Regions from separate parts of the Ovis aries genome. Here region 2 is linked to region 1. Evidence: chromatin contacts called from public Hi-C data. All regions are on one chromosome and are shown on one strand. Each heading gives the region's core, a stretch centred on a gene start, on an enhancer-like site or on the middle of the called end of the contact. The rest is flanking DNA. Distances are from core to core; before and after follow the strand shown.

Region 1 (3,276 bases), core at 478-2,977:
ATCTGAAGCCTGCTCAAAGGCCTATTGATTCAGAAAAAATGATGAAGAATCTTGCCCTGAGGGATGAAGAAGGCATCTCCTCAAAATCCCCTCCTGTGGCCAGACAGTAGAACTCAGTCCCTCAAGTCCATTTCAACCCTTCTCAGAGACTGGGCTTCTGATGGTGACAGGGCAGGTTGCCTGGGCCAGCCATAAAAAACCTCCTAGTAGGGACTTCCCTGGTGGCCAGTGGTTAAGAATCTGCCTTCCGATGTAGGGGGCGTGGGTTCGATCCCTGGTCCAGGAACTAAGATCCCACGTGCCGTGGGGTAAAGAAGCCCACCGCATGCTGCAACAACTGAGCCTGCACAGCACAACCAGAGAGACCACGCATTGGAACACAGACCCTGCATGATACAGTGCACGGCCCAACCAATGAATACTTTTTAAAAAAGATCCTCCTGGTAGCCCCAAATGGGGTGACTTCCACTCCACCCCATAAGAGCTGGGGGGGTGGGGTCTATGCTTGGCAGTGGTGGAGATGGCCATTGGCAAATGTACCCTCCTTGCTACATGAGTAATCAGGGGATACAAGCAGCAAGACTTAAGATTTCCCCCTTTCTTCATCCTAAGCAGAGCATTTTCAGAGGAGAAAGTCCATAGTATTGATCAGATTCTCAAAGAAGTCTGGCACTGTTAAAAAAAAAAAAAAAGTTTTTTATTTAAAAGACTTTCCCATGTTATACAGAAATGTTGAAATAATATCTTTGACTCCCCAACCAGAAGTTACTAAGCCCCACCCTAGGCACTACTGTGTCGGAAAGATCTTTTTAGAGTCATTTTAAGTGTTTTGGCAGTAGTACAGATGAGCCTCAGGGCTTCTGTAAATGTTGGTTCCAATTTCTTTTTTATAAAATGTTTTATCTTCAAAAATTCTAATGGAAGATACTATGAACCATGCACATTCAACTTTTGTGTTGTTTTGACCGCACCACACAGTATGTAGGATCTTAGTTCCCCGAGTAGGGATCAAACCCGAGTCCCCGGCAGTGGAAGTGCAGAGTCTTAATCACTGGACCTCCAGGGAAGTCCCGACACTCAACTTTTTAACACATCAGAGATTTCCCAAACGTCTGAGGTGAGGCTAAATGTGCTTTGCTGCAGACCTTGGGATGAAACTTTCTCTACTCTCAGTAAGGCTGAACGCCTTATTGGTCTGCTCTGACACACACATGGCTTTTCATATTGTGAAATAAAAGCTGAAGACCTCACCATTGTCTTCAGAGACCTGTGTGAGCCCCCCTGGCTGTCTGCCTAACTTGATCTCAAGCTTCTCTCGCCCTTTACCACCACATCCTAGACACACTAACCTTTTCTCTGCCCCACCAAAAAGACAAGCATGTTCCCACCTCAGGGCCTTTGCACTCGCTGTTCCTTTTACCTGGACTGGTCACCCTCCCGGATCCTGATCTTTGCAGGACTGACTTCTGTCTTTCAGAACTCAGTTCAAATCTCCTCTTTAGAGAGGCTTTCCCTGGTCACTCTGAATCCAAAAGAGCTATGCTGTCCCTCCTTTTCAGCATATTTGAATTCTCTACCTAGTGCTTAACACTAAAGAAGAAAATTTTTTTTTATTTTGTAACTGTCTTCCCCCAACACTGGAACATAAACTTGCCCATGAGGGCAAAGGCTTTGTCTTGGGCTGTATTCCCAGTGTCTAGAACATTGCCTACGCACCGGTTGAGACCTGGGGAATCAATAAATATTTGTTGACTGAATGTGGTTTTGATTAGGAAGGTTAAAGCTCTGTACTGGGGTGAATGTTACTTCATGTCTGAGCTTGTCTGCTCACAAAAAAAAAAAATTTGAACAAATAATAATAATCCATTAACCTTTATGGAAGAATTCTCATATATCAGGCACATGCTGGAAACTATATCCATGACCTGAATATGTTCCTGTGGGTAGAAGTCTCTGTAAGGCCTATTTTGCAGAAGTAAACATAGGCCCAGAGAGGGAAAGCCTCGGGAAAAATACCACATACCCGAATGTTGTGGCGCCCAGATCCATTCCCAAAGATGTCAGGCCAAGACCACACTTTTACCCATAGCATTGGACTTCACATGCATGGATCCAGATTTGAGACATGGCGAAACCTCATTTTCAATGCTAATTAAAGTATGTGGGTTTGAGTTACATAAATATTTAAAACATAGCTTCCCATATTATTAAGAAAAATTAAGATGATGTGAATATCACTGGATTTCTTTTTAGCTCATCAGGAAGGGACTCATTTCACAGCAGCCTAACAGGATGATTTATAAAACGCTATTCACGCTGCTGCCACCAGATGGCACCACGTGAGACGGCCATCCCCGCCGGAACCCAGCTGTCTGGCAGGCTTCAAGCCTTCCTGGAGAAAGTTGGACCTTCAGGCTGTTATGGAAACATTCACTGTTTGAAAGGAAACTCTGACAGGACACCTAAACGCAACACGTGATTGGAACTGGATTCTGAGCCAAGGAAAAAACATGGCAATAACGAACATTACAGGGACGGTTGATGAAACCAGAATATGAACTAGGGTTCAGATAAGAAGAGCACTGTATCCTTGTTAAATTTCTTGGTTTCGATAGTTGTACTGTGATTATGAAAGAAAATGTTCTTGTTCTTAGGAAATACACACTGAAGTATTGTCAGGTAAAGGGACATGATGTTCAAGTGAACTCTCAAATTGTTCAAAACCACAGTGTGTGTGTGTGTGTGTGTGTGTGTGTGGTGTCGGGGAGAAGAGAGAATGGAGCAAACAGTTGGCAAATCTGGCTGAAGAGAATATAGGAAGTACTTGTTCTATTCCTGCTACTTTGTTATAAATTTAGAATTAAAATAAGAGTAACTCCTAAAGCTCTTTTTTGTAGTCAATGATAATGTCATTAAGGGGTTCTTTCGGTGGTGGTGCTAAGGCTGATGCAGAAAATCATCAGTTTCAGAGACAGATGAGAAAACCACGCCATGCCAGGCACTGTTTGAGCCCTTCACAAGAACTGACTCATTTGGTCCTCACAATAAGATGCTGCCATTACTCTCACCTTAGTGAAGAGGAAACTCGAGCTCAGAGAGGTTGAGTAACTTGCCCAAGATCATACGGTTGCTGTTAATCAAAACAGCTCAAGCTCTAATCATAACAGACCATAAAGAAGGCCAAACAAGGGGACCTCCCTGGTGGTCCAGTGGTTAAGATTTTGGGCCTCCAATGCAGGGGGTGCTGGTTCAACCGCTGTTCGATGAACTAAAATC
Region 2 (3,276 bases), core at 524-3,023, 75 kb after region 1:
AGATGGTGGAGATGGAAGGGAGGATCTCCAGGGCCACAAGCGCCCTGTCCAGGACAAGTCAGAGAAGGTCACACCCAGAAGCTGGCACCGGAAACCCAGCCAGGGTGAGGGCAAGAGAGAGAGTGCCCAGCTTCTCCATCCCTGCCCGGGACAGCTGCCCAGCCCAGGTTATATTTAGCCCAACTGTGCCCTTCCTGAGCCACGTACCCAGCTCCTGGGGTGGGATTGGGTGGGAGCAGCTTCGGAAGGAAGCCCCCCCACCCCGCCCCCGCTACCCCACAACCCGGGGCACTCTCTGTTCCCAGCTCTGGCTGTCCCACTAGGCAGGGGAAGGAGGGGTAGGGAGGTGCCCAGGGGGCGGGCCTGACCTGTGTTAGGGGAAGCTCTAATGGGGCTTCCCTGGGGAATCAAGGCTAGGCAGTACTCTCCAGAGGCTAACTGCCGATTTCTTGAGCTCCTGTGGCACTTCCCTGATCCATTCCTGAGCTTCCAGAATTCTGAGAATCCCCTTTCTTGAGCATTCACTGTGTGCAAAGATTCTTCCCTGCCTGGGCTCATTAAATCCTAACAACACCTCCCTGGGGAAGTCACAACTCAGATGCTCATTTAAGATGTCACTCCTGCCCTTCCTGCTGAGGAAGCCCCCAGCTTTGCCTCACTGTACCTTCTCCCACCACCCCCATGCCTGGCACCAACGTCACTTAAGAATTCTCCCCACTCACAGCCTCAGCCACCCCGAAGACCAGAGTGACCTGGAGCCCCTGCAGTGGGAGTGAGAGGTTAACCTGACTCATCCAGGCCCCCAGATATCTGAGATATCTGAGGCCATCTAGTGATGCGGAGGGGGAGGCATTCTGGCAGTGGCCTCTGGGTGCCTCATTTAGGCCCAGCTCCAGCACTCCTCAGGTTTGAATACTGGGGCAAGGTTTGAATTTCACCTCTCAGGGCCTCAGTTTCTTCCTCTGTAAAATGGAGCCAATAACAGTGGCTTTGAGGAATTATGAGATAACAGCAGGTGCTTAGAATATTCGGAGTATACAGTATAAGAGCTCAAGTAATAGCAACTAATCTCTGAAGGCAATTGTGTGTGGGAGGCAGGGGGCTGAGTATCTTAAAGTGTCTCATATCCAGCCTTTGCCCACAGTGGCCCCACTTTCTCTGCTACCAAAGAGGAACTTTGGGTGAGGGACAAGATCCAGCTTGGGTACCAGCTTCCAAACCAGCAAGATCATAACTGCCTCCCCAGCACTCTATTCCAGGGACCAAAAGGCCTGTCCCACCCTCAGCATCCAGCCCCAGCTCTTTATAAGCAGCAATTCATTTACTCTCGTGTCAGCCCTGTGAGGTGGCCTCCATCAGCCCCCCTGCCTTTTTCTTGGCTGCACTTTGAGATAGGTGGAACTTCCCCAGCGAGGATGGAACCTGTGCCCCCGCAGTGGAAGCACAGAAAGACTGGACCACCGGGGCAGTCCCATCAGCCCATTTTAGAGGTGAGAAAGCAGAGGCACAATGAATGCAGTATCTTGCCCAAAGCGACACAGCCAGAAAGAAGAGAACACTGGGATTTGAACCCAGGGTCTGGTTTCAAAGTCTGTACCTTTAACTCCTACACCTTGCAGCCTCCTGAGCCCCAGACACCCTCCCAGACCCTCCCAGGATCCTGGGTCTCATTCCCACAGCTTCTTAGCTTGGCCAGGATGGGAACTGGCTGGCTCATCTCTTACCACTAGGCCTCCAGACAGCTCGAGAGCTCCCAGGTCCGGTCTGTCTGCTCAGCCCCGGTCACAGGCTGGGGGGGAAAAGGTATGGGGAGGGGGAGGAGGGGGAGACCCCAGCCATTGGCTGCCGAGATATGACATCACCAGGGGGTGGGTGGTGGGGAAACAAACATCCCCTTCTCCCAGCCACATCCACCCGCCAGGAGGTGGGAGCCACAGAGGAGAAGCCTAGACAGCTGCTCGTCCTCGCCTGGGCTGAGACCTCCACCGTGAGCCCTGATCCTGGGGTTGACAGGTTGCTAGTACCATGGGAGACTAGCCTCCTACCAACACCATTCCCTGGCTTCCAGACCCAGGCATGGCCCTGCTGGTTCCTGGGGCCCCTAAAAATAAACTCCACTCTCTCTCCCAGTTAATGTGGGTTCAAATCCCAGCTCAGCCGTGTCCTGGCTGTGTGACCTTCGGCAAGTCACGGCATCTTTCTGCACCTCAGTTTCTCCATCTCTAAAACAAGGATCACAGAAGTGTCTGCCTTATGGGTTTGTTGTGAAGATAAAATGAGTGAAAAGAGACGAAAAACTTTCAAAAGCTCCTGGCACAGAGTGACTGCTACTTATACGCATTTTGTATTATTCAAACAAATTAGGGGACCAGCTAGACTTGTCAGCGGACTTTTGGCTTGAGTGGGACTGGATCAGGAGCCCCACTTCTCTGTTTAATGGAGTTGCCACTTGGGGGGACATCTATCATGTACCATGCTGGGCACCCAAAGCTTGGCCCCTGGAATCAGGGATGCAAGACAGGCAGATGAAAGCCCAGTTTTTAGTTAAAAATCCAGAAAGTGCTGGGGCTGGGATCCAACCACAGTTCTACAGGACCGCCAAGACCCTGCAATATGCCCTGTCCCCTTCATATAACAGCCAAGGAGGCTCAGAGAGGGGAGTGACACCCAAGGTCACCCACTTCAGGTAGTAGGTAGCACCGGGATTTGAACCCACATCTGCCCAACTCCCAAACCAAGGCCACCAGGCCGCACCCTGATCCCCCGGCCCCTGGCCCCAAGCCGGCCCTGACTCACCAGACCCCGGGGGGCGGCACAGGGAGCATAGGTATTCCCACATGCCCCTCACACCCACCCGGCTGCTGCCTCGGATGCTCCTGGCTCTCTGAGCTGGAGCCTGGGGCCGGGGCTGGGCTGAGGCCGGGGATTACCCCCAAAATGCACATCAGCAGCTTCCGGCCCATTGTCCACCCGGGCTCGGCCTCCAGGCCCTCAGCAGAGGGGGCACCCTCACCTTTCACATCAGCTTAGCTGGCCCCTCAGCAGCCCCCTCCCCACCCTGAGCAGTTGGGGCCCACTCCTGAGGGGCTTGGGGGACCAGAGACCGGCTGGCAGGATCCCAGAGTGCCAGGGGCATCCTCCCTTCTCTCCGAAATGCCCCCTGCCCACTCTCAGCCACTGGGGAAGGCAGGAATGTGCTGAGCTCTGGGAAATGCCTTCCAAGCCTGGCAGCCACTAAAGGTTGGGGTGTGGTGGAACCCAGCTAGAACCCTCCTC

What was found. Hi-C and Micro-C count contacts between places; a contact is called where the count stands out from the background.
Region 2: a contact with region 1 is called in a Hi-C map of liver, with 3 times the contacts expected there. The contact joins the promoter of PRX here to the enhancer-like site in region 1. A contact is called at or near these places in 2 of 16 Hi-C or Micro-C datasets (liver and skin fibroblasts).

Annotation. Positions count from the first base shown.
Region 1 is chr14:49,093,269-49,096,544 of ARS-UI_Ramb_v3.0, forward strand. It overlaps AKT2 (AKT serine/threonine kinase 2), which reads right to left. Exons shown (of 14, transcript XM_060398079.1): 1 at 1-3,276. Among named protein-coding and RNA genes, the nearest start is that of AKT2, 9.2 kb to the right of the region's middle. Within about 2 kb of position 1,728, at least 4 of the 54 cell types and tissues checked have an H3K27ac peak or open chromatin away from gene starts, as enhancers often do. A contact at or near this core is called in liver, where this site is marked.
Region 2 is chr14:49,168,023-49,171,298 of ARS-UI_Ramb_v3.0, forward strand. PRX (periaxin) reads right to left here and starts at 1,774. Exons shown (of 7, transcript XM_027978313.3): 1 at 1,725-1,774.